Regions from separate parts of the Hordeum vulgare genome. Here regions 1 and 2 are each linked to region 3. Evidence: chromatin contacts called from public Hi-C data. All regions are on one chromosome and are shown on one strand. Each heading gives the region's core, a stretch centred on a gene start, on an enhancer-like site or on the middle of the called end of the contact. The rest is flanking DNA. Distances are from core to core; before and after follow the strand shown.

Region 1 (3,725 bases), core at 248-2,747, 440 kb before region 3:
ATCTCCCAATCCCGATGACAAACAGATTGAGAAACTGAAGAATTAAGAAACAACCTAAGTATAAAACCTTATTGGAGAGGTCGTTCCATTAGATGACCTGCACATTCTACCTCCCTTAAATAAAACTGGATACACACCATTTCAGATGCTCTTAGTGGTACAAGGCATTATGATTCTTGATAAAGTGACCAATGATGATACCAGTTTAAGGTGTAGTACCCTCTTAGCACAAGAGAAATATTACTTGCAGGAACGATGTTGCAAGCATATGATCATTGCGTCGTAAGATTGTAACTTTTGTCTTCAAAATGTACAATGACTTGTAGTAATGTGTTGGTGGTGTATGATCGAGACCATGCAGTTCAGCAGCGTGCTTATATATTAAGAAAGATGTCCGGAAAATTACCTGCTGCGATGCGCTACTGAGCTGCTGCTCCCAATCCTGCATCTTCTGCTTCTTCTGCAGGAACTCCTTGTCCTCCTCCACCAGTGGTGGCCTCACGCCACCCCAGTCGGTCACCATCGACTGCTTCAGCTCCTTAAATATCCGCAGCAGGTCCCTCCCGCCCTTGGCCGGCTGAACCACGTCCTGTGGCGGGGCCACCGCCTCCTCCCCAAGCAGCTGCCTTGGCAGCCGCGCTGCGCCATCGAGCATGCGCGAGGCAACGTCAGTGCTGCTCGGCAGCGGCATCTTGCCCTCGGCCTGCAGGAACACGCGCAGCTCGTCGCTGGCCCCGATCGCGGGGTGCTCGGCGAGACGCCACAGGTACCTCTCAAGAGCTGCGCGGCGCTGGGCCACGAACTCGTCGCGCTGCATGACCTGGCTCTCGACGGTGTTCTTGTCTGGGCGGGGGGGCACGAAGTTGCCGCGGAAAGACTCCGCGAGGCGGTCGGCGAGGGTGACGAAGTCGCGGAAGCGGCGGCGGACGGAGTGGCGGCGGTGGTCGCCGCGACGGGCGCTGGTGACGAGGTAGGAGATGTAGGTGGGGCCGGATCCGGGGACGAGGGAGGTGGCGGCGGCCTCGGCCTCGGTCTCCGGGTCGGAGACGGCGATGTAGGAGTACTCGGACGTGGCGGCGCGCGCGGATCTCGGGGAGGCGGAGGAGGAGGCGGAGGCGGAGCGCGGGGAGGAGGCGGCGACGTCGGCGTAGGAGGGAGGGTCGACGAAGGAGGAGGAGGCGCGGGAGAGGGGGAAGGCGGCGGGGGTGGGAGGGGAGGGGGGCGAGGAGGTGGAGAGGAGGGGGTCGAAGGTGGAGGCCACGGAGGCGTAGTCGGAGGCGGCGGCGAGGGGCAGCGTCTCCATGTCGCCGTCGCCGTCGGCGGCGCCGGCGGGCGGCGAGGAAGACATCATGGCAAGGGTTACGGCGGGGCGAGCGCGCGGGTGCCGGAGAGTGGAGGGCGTGGGGATGGGGGTGCGGCGAGGACGAAGGTTCCGGCGGTTTGTTGCGGTGGGGTTACCGCGTGGTTGGGTTGGGACACGGGAGGACACGCTCACGTGGCCCCGTCGTGGCGGGTGCGAACTGCGAGCTGGGGTTACCGTGCACGCAAGCAAAAGCAAAAGGGGTGATCTGCGCCGGCGCGCCGGCCCAGATTTTGGGCTTCGTCCGCATCGTTGGATCCGTATGTAACATTTTCGTCCCTATGCAGTAAAATTTTGATGTCATGCAACAAATTTTTTTAACGGTTGCAAAAAAATAAAATTTGTAGCAAAAAAAATATCTACATGATCGTAGCAAAAAAACAAGCTGATGGTACGTGATAGCAAAAGTCAAACGCCGGTTGTAATAAAAATTTACGTGACGTGTATGCAACTTTTTAGTGAACGGTTGCAGCAAAACATGATGCCGGTTGTAGCAAAAATTAACATGGTTGTAGCAAAAAGTAAAAAACATCGATTGTAACAAAAAATCCGACGAACTAGAGTTGCAACCAAACGTATATGCAGCTTTTTTACTGAGACAAAATATAGTAAAAAACGCTTGCAGCAAAAATGCCGCAAGTTGCAACATATTTAGACGAAAAATGTTGCATCCATTGACCGTAGAAGCGCGCGGATGGCAAAAATGTTACAAGGGCCCACACGCGCCAGGGGGCGACCGGCGCGTCGGTTCGGCCGGCACGCGGGTGGAAAACGATTCCCAAGCAAAACAGAACCGCATTGAATCTCATTTTAATTACTCCTTCCGTTCCTAAATATAAGTCATTCTAGAGGTTTCACTAGAGAACTACATACAGATGTATATAGACGTATTTTAACGTATATATTCACTTATTTTGCTTTGTATGTAGTCCTCTAGTAAAATCTCTTAAAAGACTTATATTAAGGAACGGAGGGAGTATTTTATTTAAAAACGATGTACTATACCAAATAAAACTCTACTTGGTAGTACTCGCTTCATTCCTAAATACGAAGTACCTCTCCTTTCCTAAATATAAATCTTTTAATAGGTTCCACTAGGTGGCTACATACGGATGTATATGTTGGAAATATGCCCTAGAGGCAATAATAAATTAGTTATTATTATATTTCTTAGTTCATGATAATCGTTTATTATCCATGCTATAATTGTATTGATTGGAAACACAATACTTGTGTGGATACATAGACAAAACACTGTCCCTAGTAAGCCTCTAGTTGACTAGCTCGTTGATCAAAGATGGTCAAGGTTTCCTGGCCATAGGCAAGTGTTGTCACTTGATAACGGGATCACATCATTAGGAGAATCATGTGATGGACTAGACCCAAACTAATAGACGTAGCATGTTGATCGTGTCATTTTGTTGCTACTGTTTTCTGCGTGTCAAGTATTTATTCCTATGACCATGAGATCATATAACTCACTGACACCGGAGGAATGCTTTGTGTGTATCAAACGTCGCAACGTAACTGGGTGACTATAAAGATGCTCTACAGGTATCTCCGAAGGTGTTAGTTGAGTTAGTATGGATCAAGACTGGGATTTGTCACTCCGTGTGACGGAGAGGTATCTCGGGGCCCACTCGGTAATACAACATCACACATAAGCCTTGCAAGCAATGTAACTTAGTGTAAGTTGCGGGATCTTGTATTACGGAACGAGTAAAGAGACTTGCCGGTAAACGAGGTTGAAATAGGTATACGGATACTGACGATCGAATCTCGGGCAAGTAACATACCGAAGGACAAAGGGAATGACATACGGGATTATACGAATCCTTGGCACTGAGGTTCAAACGATAAGATCTTCGTAGAATATGTAGGATCCAATATGGGCATCCAGGTCCCGCTATTGGATATTGACCGAGGAGTCTCTCGGGTCATGTCTACATAGTTCTCGAACCCGCAGGGTCTGCACACTTAAGGTTCGACGATGTTTTATGCGTATTTGAGTTATATGGTTGGTTACCGAATGTTGTTCGGAGTCCCGGATGGGATCACGGACGTCACGAGGGTTTCCGGAATGGTCCGGAGACGAAGATTGATATATAGGATGACCTCATTTGGTTACCGGAAAGTTTCCGGGCATTACCGGAAAAGTTTCGGGCTCATCGGTAGTGTACCGGGAGTGCCGGGAGGGGTGCCGGGGACCATCGGGAGGGGTGTCACGCCCCAAGGGGTCTCATGGGCTATGGGAAGAGATAAACCAGCCCCTAGTGGGCTGGAATAAGTTCCCACTAAGGCCCATAAGGTTTGAGAAGGAAAAAACACAAGGTGGAAAGAGTTTCCAAGTGGGAAGGTGGAATCC
Region 2 (4,226 bases), core at 1,527-4,026, 260 kb after region 3:
TGGATTAAAATCATTTTAATTAACAACACCTTTAGTGTGAAGATTAATGATACAACGGGGCCTCATTTTCTTGGGGGTAAGGGGCTTACACAGGGAGACCCTTCTTCTCCAATGCTCTTTAATTTGGTTGCTGATGTGTTTACTAAAATGCTTCAAAAAGCTGCTAATCAAGGACTAATTGCGGGGCTTTTACCTCACATCATTCCTGGGGGTGTGATTAGCTTGCAATATGCTGATGATACCATTCTCTTTCTAGAGAACTCTATTGAGAAGGCTAAACATTTCAAATGGCTATTGTCCTGTTTTGAAAATCTTTCAGGGCTGAAGATCAACTTCCACAAGAGTGATCTTATGACCATTAATGTGGAAGAAGATCTAACTAAGGAGTTTGCACAGATCTTTTGTTGTAAACTTGGTAGTTTCCCTATAAAATACCTTGGAGTTCCCCTGCATTATGATAACCTCGGACGTGAAGACATCCAACCAATTATAGATAGAATCATTAAGAATCTATGTGGCTGGATGGGTAGGTTTTTAACTTAGAGAGGAAAATTGTTTTGCTTTGTGCCCGTATCATTAGTATTCCTTCCTATCTTATGTGTGTGATTAGATTCCCAAAATGGGCGATTAATGCTATCAATACCCAAATGGCACATTTCTTTTGGGGAGATTTAGATGACCAACATAAATATCACCTAGCTAGGTGGGGGCAGATTACGAGGAAGAAAGAATATGGAGGTTTAGGGATCCCTAATCTGAAAGAGTTTAATATGGCCTTGTTGGCTTCATGGGGTAAGCGTTATTTGGATGAGTCAGACCGGGTCTGGAAGAAAATTATTAAGTACACATATATGGTAAACTCCTCAAACATCCTCTGGAGTGGGGGTAATAGTGGCTTAATCTTTTGGAAGAGTGTCACATGGGCTTTAGCTAGAGCAAAAGTCTTTTATAAATGGAAACTGGGTAATGGAGAATCAATTAATTTCTGGCATGATGTTTGGGTTGGGGATTGTTCCCTGAAAGTCCAATTTTGGAAATTATTTGAACTTTGTAATCAAACTGACTGTACGGTAGCCCAGGTCTGGGATGGGAATATACTGAGATTGGCATTCGGAAGATGTGTGGATCAGGCAGGCTTAGCTCTCTGGGACCGCCTTGTTGAGGTGGTAAGCCAAGAAACTTTATCAAATGGTCCTGATCTCCCGATCTGGAAGTTAGAGCCAAATGGGATATACTCAGTCAAATCATTTTATAGCCAAATTAATTTTGGGGGTGTGGTTTCTCCCTTTGGAGATAATCTGTGGAAAGTGATCTGCCCACAAAAGATTCACGTTTTTCTTTGGTTGTGTGTGCATAACAAGGTGTTAACAAGGGATAATCTGGAAAAGCGTAGGCTGGTGGAAGATGCTACTTGCCTATTCCGTAGCTGTAAAGAATCAGTGCAACATCTGTTTTTTGATTGCGTAGTTGCTACACAACTATGGGGTTTCCTGTCTGCAGCGCTTAGCAAACCAGAGATTTTGAGTTTTGATGATATTATACTGCTGTGGAATAATACTAAGGCTAATGCTGTGATAAACATGATGGTTGCTACCTCCTTGTGGAGCATCTAGAAGCTGAGAAATGAATTTTGTTTCGAGGGCCGATCCTGGAGAAGTGTAAAATGCATTCTTGCAAAGTTGGACATCTATATAAATCAGTGGAAGATTTTGTTCACCGATGCTCAAGCAACTCTGCTGCGGGACTTCATCAGTCTGCTGAACAAGAGACGTGGGGAATTGCTTCGTATCGCATGAAGATGATGCTGGGAGGGAGCAGGGGGGCTTAGTAGTTTATTTTTGTCCGTAATAAAAGATCTATGCTTGCCTCTTCGCTGTACTTGCTAAAATTGCACTCCTGGTTCGCCTAATCTGTTTTAGGTAGTCTTTTAATTTCGTCCTAGCTGGTTGATGGATATGTAAGACCCTGTTGCTTCATTTTGAATAAAGATGGGGCAGGGGGAAACCCCTTTTGTTCAAAAAAAAAGAAAAAATATTTTTTTCTTTCATGAGAGGCACTGATTTGCTTCTATGAGAGGCAGTGTCATGCCTCACGAAAAAAGTACTTCCGGTTCGGGTTTTTTCATAAAAAAAAGTTTATCAAAACCTATCAACATATGATTAGTCTGAAGATCTCGATACGAGAAATGCAACGGTAAAAACAATTTAAAATTTAAACGCATGATTTAAAAGATAAAATATTTTAAATAATCTAATCTACGAAAAAAGTAAAAACTCCCAGTGCGGTCACTTAACGCAACCAAAGATAATGAAAGTGGTCTTTACAAAAGGTGCTCCTTAAAAAAAAGATGCTCTTTAACTAATGATTTCGGACAATATGACCTCTTTCTTTGAATAGGTTCCGCTCCCTAATCCATCGAGCCCAAGCAAGATGGAGCGCTTAAGAGGGCCGGTTTGTCTTTTGGGCCGGTGCTGGTCTAATATGGAGCGGGCTTGAACAAATCCATTTTTCCATCTGGCGAATTTTCTTCCCCACCCGAAGACCCGAGATCTACGGCTGTGGATGCTGCTGTGGCGGCAGGCGCGGGCGGAGACGGACGCATGCGTCTTGCCAGCCCCACCCACACGGCCACGGCCACAGGCGAAACAAACGAGACCAGGCCGAACCAACCCAACCCAACCCAACCCAGAAGCACAGGCAGGCGACGCAAGCCAGCCGCAAGCCCCCACCCGATCGACCCCCTCCCCTCCCTTCCCTTCCCTTCCTCTGTCATTCCCTCGCTCGCCCCTCGTCTCCCCCCCTCGCCCCTCCCCCCACCCGCGTCAACCAAACCCTAACTCGCCCCACCCTCCAAATCCCTCCCCGCCCCTCTCGATCTCGCCGCCGCCGCCGCCGCCGCAGCCAAAACCCTACGCCCCTCCCGCCGCCGCCTCCGGTAAGCCCCTCCGCTCCCCTCCCCCCCTCTCCCCCGATCCCTCTCTCCATCGATTCGGTTCGGAGCGTGGCGTCCGGCCCCGCGGTTTGATCTAGGGGCGCGGCGGAATGCGGCCCGCCCTAGCGCGGCGCCCGGCGCGTGGCCGGGCGGCGTGCCCGCCGCTGAATTCGGGCGGCCTCGGCGGTCCCGCGCCACGGGATCGCGCTATTCGACGGCCGGGTGGCTTCGGAGGCCGAGGGGCGCTTGCCCCGCGGGCTAGGGTGATGCCCCGCGTCGGCAATTGTTTGTCAATTTCGGAGGTGCTTGGATTTCAGGGGTTCCCCCTCCGTTCGTCGTGTATCAGGGAAAACCATGGTGCAGCTGTGTTGTTCCCGTTTTATAGGAAGGAGGGGATAATTTCCCTGTTTGTTTCCTGGCTGAAGATTAGGTTTTGTAGGACCATGGGAATGCAAAACCTTGTTTTAAAGCTACTGCTGCAAGCAACTCGTACGTCGAAACTACTTGTCCTGTTATGTATTGCACTTCCTCCGTCCCATATTTATTGACGCGTAAATACGCTGATCGCTAGCGTTGTCGTTATGTGTCGATTGTCGTATTCTGTTAGTTCATTATATGATAACCAGCCACAATTTAATGTAGCTTGTATGCCAGAAGAAAGGTTGCGGTCAACCGGAAGTGGCGCCATAACGCATCTCTTTTAGCTGCTTTATATAGCAGAGTAAATCTGCAGTACTTGCCATGTTGGCAACTTAGTATGCTTTCGCTAGTGGCTTACCGGGCCTCTTAATTGCTGTGATGTTAGCTGTAATATGACGCTAGTGAATTAATTTTTGCAAGTAACGGACGGTTGGGTCAGCCTTGGTGTTTGGAACTTGTAGACTGGGGTAGATGAACACATTTCAACGCTTCAGTTTCTCTTGTTGCTACTTTGTGCTCCGGTGTGTGTAAACTATAAATTTATGTCTTCTTTGCTCTCGTAGATAAAACGGGGAAAAGGTTGCATTGGATATGCCAAATGAAAAATAAACAGCAATAATAAGGAAGTAATGCAACTGTAAATATGTGTCACTGGAATGAAATATATTATTATTCCCTGAGAGCCTTTGCCCCCTTTTAGCTTTATCTGTCTCCAGGCACTTCGTAACAAAAATTAGCTTTTGTTATTGAAACAATCAAGTTGGTTCTCATTGTTTAATTTCAAGAGTTTTTTGATGCACTGCATTAGTTTTCATGATTTTTGACATGCATGCAACTGTACGAAACATCTCTTATCTAGAACCACTGCCAGGAA
Region 3 (3,809 bases), core at 1,149-3,648:
ATGTCTCTTTTATTGTTTCACGATGACATGTATAAATCTATGCATTCGGATGCGCTTTAGAGCCATATCCTCGCAAAGGGAGGATATCAGGTACTCCTGGATCTCACATGTTCCCATGCCCTAGAGCACTTCAGCCATCGCCGGAGCTCCCACAAACTTGCAGAGAAACCCCTCGGGGGTCCTGTGGTTGCATGCAAATCAAATTAGTGACCGCCCGGGTGCTCGCGGAGCATGGGGACATGTGAGCTCCGGGAGCATCTAATATTTCACCCCTCACTGATGACTTGCAAAGTGTTAATGACCGTTTGCCAAAGACACTTGTGCCTTGTTAGTGGAAAGGCAAAGATGATAGAGATAATGCATTCGTGAGAATTAATGCATCTTATTAAACTAAAAAAGGCATATAGATAGTAAAAATATCAACATGAAGTCATTTTGGGTTGGTAAGAAGAAAAATCCTTGTTATGAGATTTCTTGTTAAGTTCTAGAAAGAAATATTTCCTGTTAGTAAGAAAAATGTGTCTTTTTTTAACATTTTCATTTCATAGTTAAATTTTAGTCAGAATGAGCCCAAGATTGAGGACATTGATAATCGACAAGGAGGATTTGGGATCACCTTAAAAAATGTGTTTCATTTCCATTTTTCTCACCTATTGTGTGGCTCCGGGTTAGAGACATTATCCGGAATCCAAATTGCCGAGTCAAAAGATGTCCTTATCAAGAATCACCAAAGAGTATACTAGCAAGCAAGAGGCAACAAATACATCCAAAAATGGATCACTAAGTGAATGGGAAAAATACCAGACACCACGGGAACACCTAAGCTCAAGCGCTCCAACGCAAACTTGGTCACTGGATCTAAGATCCAACGGTCACCGGAGAAGCTCGCCCAAAGTTGGGACCCCCAAAAGTCATGTAATTGCGCACATCTCCAAAACCTACTTCCTTTCATGAGAGCACGTATCACGGGAGCACCTAAGGCTTGGAAGCACATGAGTTGTGCTCTGAGTCAATTCTGAAATCACCGTCTGATTCAAAAAAGAGCACAGTGGCGCTGCATTCTGAACTCTGAAGTGTCTGCTTCACGTGGAAGGTGTGCACACTTTCCTTTTTCTTTTCTTTTTCCTCTGTGTCAGAAATTTGGAGAGCTCAATGCACCTCCTATGGGACTGCACCTTCTCCTTTTTTATATGGTAGAAGGCGCCCACCTAGGTCGGCTCTCCGGCCATAAAGGAAAAACAAGAGGTCATTACAGGAATCACGTAATTTGTCGTCTATGAAGATCTTTGTCGTCAGCTTTTCATCGATACAAACGGTAAAAGTGGTCTTTGCCGTCAGTTGCTGACGGTAAAAAATAACAAATGGCAAAGACATATTTTGCCGTCTGTAAATAAAATGCAGACGACAAAGACATATTTTGCCGTCTGTAAATAAAATGCAGACGACAAAGACATATTTTGCCGTCTGTAAATAAAATGCAGACGACAAAGACATATTTTGCCGTCTGTAAAACAATGAAAGACGGCAAAAATCACTTTTTTTGCCGTCTCTAAGGAAAACTGATGACAGCAAATATATTTTGCCGACTGTAAAAATATCTGTAGACGGCAAAGAAAAAACACATCTCGCGGATCCCGAAAACGCATGCCGTCTGTCCCGCCCATGCCCCACACGACCGACCCCACCCACCCCATACCCGTCCCCACTACTCTCTCTCCCCCTTATCCTGCTAACATCCCACCCCTCCACCACTGGCCCTGCCTCGGCTCGCAGTCCCCCGTCCCAAGCAGCCGTAGGTGGCCGGCCATGGCTCCGCCTGCCCCAGCCTTCCCCGTCGCTCGAGAAGCCACATGCGGCCGGCCATGGCGCCACCAGCCCCTGCTCTCCCCGTAGATCGAGCAGCCGCAAGCGGCCGGCCATGGCGCCGCAGGACCCGTCCCACCCCATCGAGCGAGCAGCCGCAGGCGGCCGGCCATGGCACTGTCGGCCCCGTCCCACTACATCGCTCGAGCAGCCACACGCTGCCGGCCATGGCGCCACATGCCGCGTCCACTTCGTCGCGCAAGTAGCTGCAGGCGGCCGGCCATGGCGCTGTCGGCCCCGCCCTCCCCATCGTTCCAGCAGTTGCACGCGGCCGGCCATGGCGCTGTCGGCCCCGCCCTCCCCATCGTTCCAGCAGTTGCACGCGGCCGGCCATGGCGACCCCGGCCTCTGCCCTCCCCCGTCACCCGAGCAGCTCCACGCGGAACCTAGAACCGTGACGATTGAGTGGAGAAGAAGACCAGGGATCGGATTGCTTTTTTATTTGTAGTTCCAGGGTGCTTTATGTAATATGCTAAGACTGCTTTAGTACTTGTTCTAATGCAGGTTCTTTGTGTAAATTTGCATGCACTGGTTGACTATTCCTAAATATAAGTCTTTTAAGAGCTTTCACTAAAAGGACTACATACGGATGTATATAGACATACTTTAGAGTATAGATTCAATCATTTTGCTTCGTATGTAGATCCTTAGTGAAATCGCTTAAAAAACTTATATTTAGGAACGGAGGGAGTAGTTTCCAGGCTTTTTGTGCCTTTTTCGTAGAAGATATTGGCAGTTCAAACAAATTTATGTTTTTAGATTTTGGCCTACGTGTACATTGTTGGTTTACCATTTTTTGTAAAGTGCATTTTTTTCGTCTATCATTTTTGTTGACGGCAAAAACTTTTTGCCATCTGGCATTTTGGTCCGGCTGATGGCAAACAATTGACGCCGTCCGTTAGATCACTGTGCTTTTTTTTTTGCCGTCTGTCTTATAATAGATGACGTCAAAGCGTTTGTACTAACGGCAAAAAATTTGTCGTCTTTCCGAACAAATGCTGATAGCAAAAATACGCTTCGCGGGCACATAGTCTGACGACATTGTTTATCGTCATGGGCTGACGGCAAAAAATTTGTCATCTGTAATGTCTTGACGGCAAAAATGCCTGATTCCTGTAGTGGGTGCGCCACGTCTCCCTCAAGCACTGCCGGCAAATGATCGGCCTCACACCGACTGGATTCAAGCGGTCGTCTAAATCGATGTTATTGATGATCGCCTAGGAGATCTGGAAGGAACCAAATGCCTGCATCTTCAGGGATAAGTTGCCACGGATTGAGGACATCCTGCGTGCCATCAGCGGTGATCTGGAGCAGTGGAGGCTGGCGGGCGCATGCTGTTTAGAGCCCCTTTTGGAGAAGATGTCGCAAGATAAATTGTCGCTCCAGTCTTATTTTTTTCCTTTCGTTTTTCTGTTTTCCTCCGTGTAGCACGCTCTTCGTGGCCACGATCGCTCGATTCCGCTTGCTTTCTCCTAATTCAATGAAGCTAATAAACCCGAATCTTTCAAGAAAAAAAAAAAGACAGATCAAACGGGGCACGGCCAATTTGGCAGGCCAGCCTCCGACACCGATCCAAAACACCTGCATCGCCGCTGACACTGCATGTATGGTCAGTTTGGTAGGCCAGCGCCCGACACCGATCCAAAACACCTGTGTCGCCGCTGACACTGCATTCATGGTCGTCGTCATGCACGGCGTGTCTCCATTTTGTTTCCCCCGTCGGCCCCGCCGTATTCAAAAATGAGAAACCGCGCATCTTCTTTGCACCGAAAGTACGGTGATGTAGGCGTCGTGGCTTGGCAGTGCATGTGTTCGTTCGAATCGCAAGGATAGTGGAGCGCCAAATAAAATAAATAAATAATAATAATAACAGGATAAACGCTGAGGCATGGGCGGGAGAGGATATGTATATGGTGACGTGACACGTAATCATATGCACGAAGACT

Evidence for each region. Hi-C and Micro-C count contacts between places; a contact is called where the count stands out from the background.
Region 1: a contact with region 3 is called in a Hi-C map of an unstated tissue, with 6 times the contacts expected there. The contact joins the promoter of LOC123441268 here to the promoter of LOC123441325 in region 3. A contact is called at or near these places in 3 of 6 Hi-C or Micro-C datasets (leaf, seedling and an unstated tissue).
Region 2: a contact with region 3 is called in a Hi-C map of leaf, with 4 times the contacts expected there. The contact joins the promoter of LOC123441336 here to the promoter of LOC123441325 in region 3. A contact is called at or near these places in 2 of 6 Hi-C or Micro-C datasets (leaf and seedling) and 1 of 1 datasets of contacts at active chromatin or transcription factors (embryo).

What each region holds. Positions count from the first base shown.
Region 1 is chr1H:412,745,414-412,749,138 of MorexV3_pseudomolecules_assembly, forward strand. It overlaps LOC123441268 (sorting nexin 2B-like), which reads right to left and starts at 1,498. Exons shown (of 5, transcript XM_045117756.1): 1 at 407-1,498. The coding sequence starts at 1,351.
Region 2 is chr1H:413,447,863-413,452,088 of MorexV3_pseudomolecules_assembly, forward strand. It overlaps LOC123441336, which reads left to right and starts at 2,777. Exons shown (of 2, transcript XM_045117819.1): 1 at 2,777-2,935.
Region 3 is chr1H:413,188,499-413,192,307 of MorexV3_pseudomolecules_assembly, forward strand. It overlaps LOC123441325, which reads right to left and starts at 2,399. Exons shown (of 2, transcript XM_045117809.1): 1 at 2,178-2,399; 2 at 1,726-2,129. The coding sequence starts at 2,197. The coding sequence ends at 1,730. The region is part of intron 1 of LOC123441308; the gene reads right to left.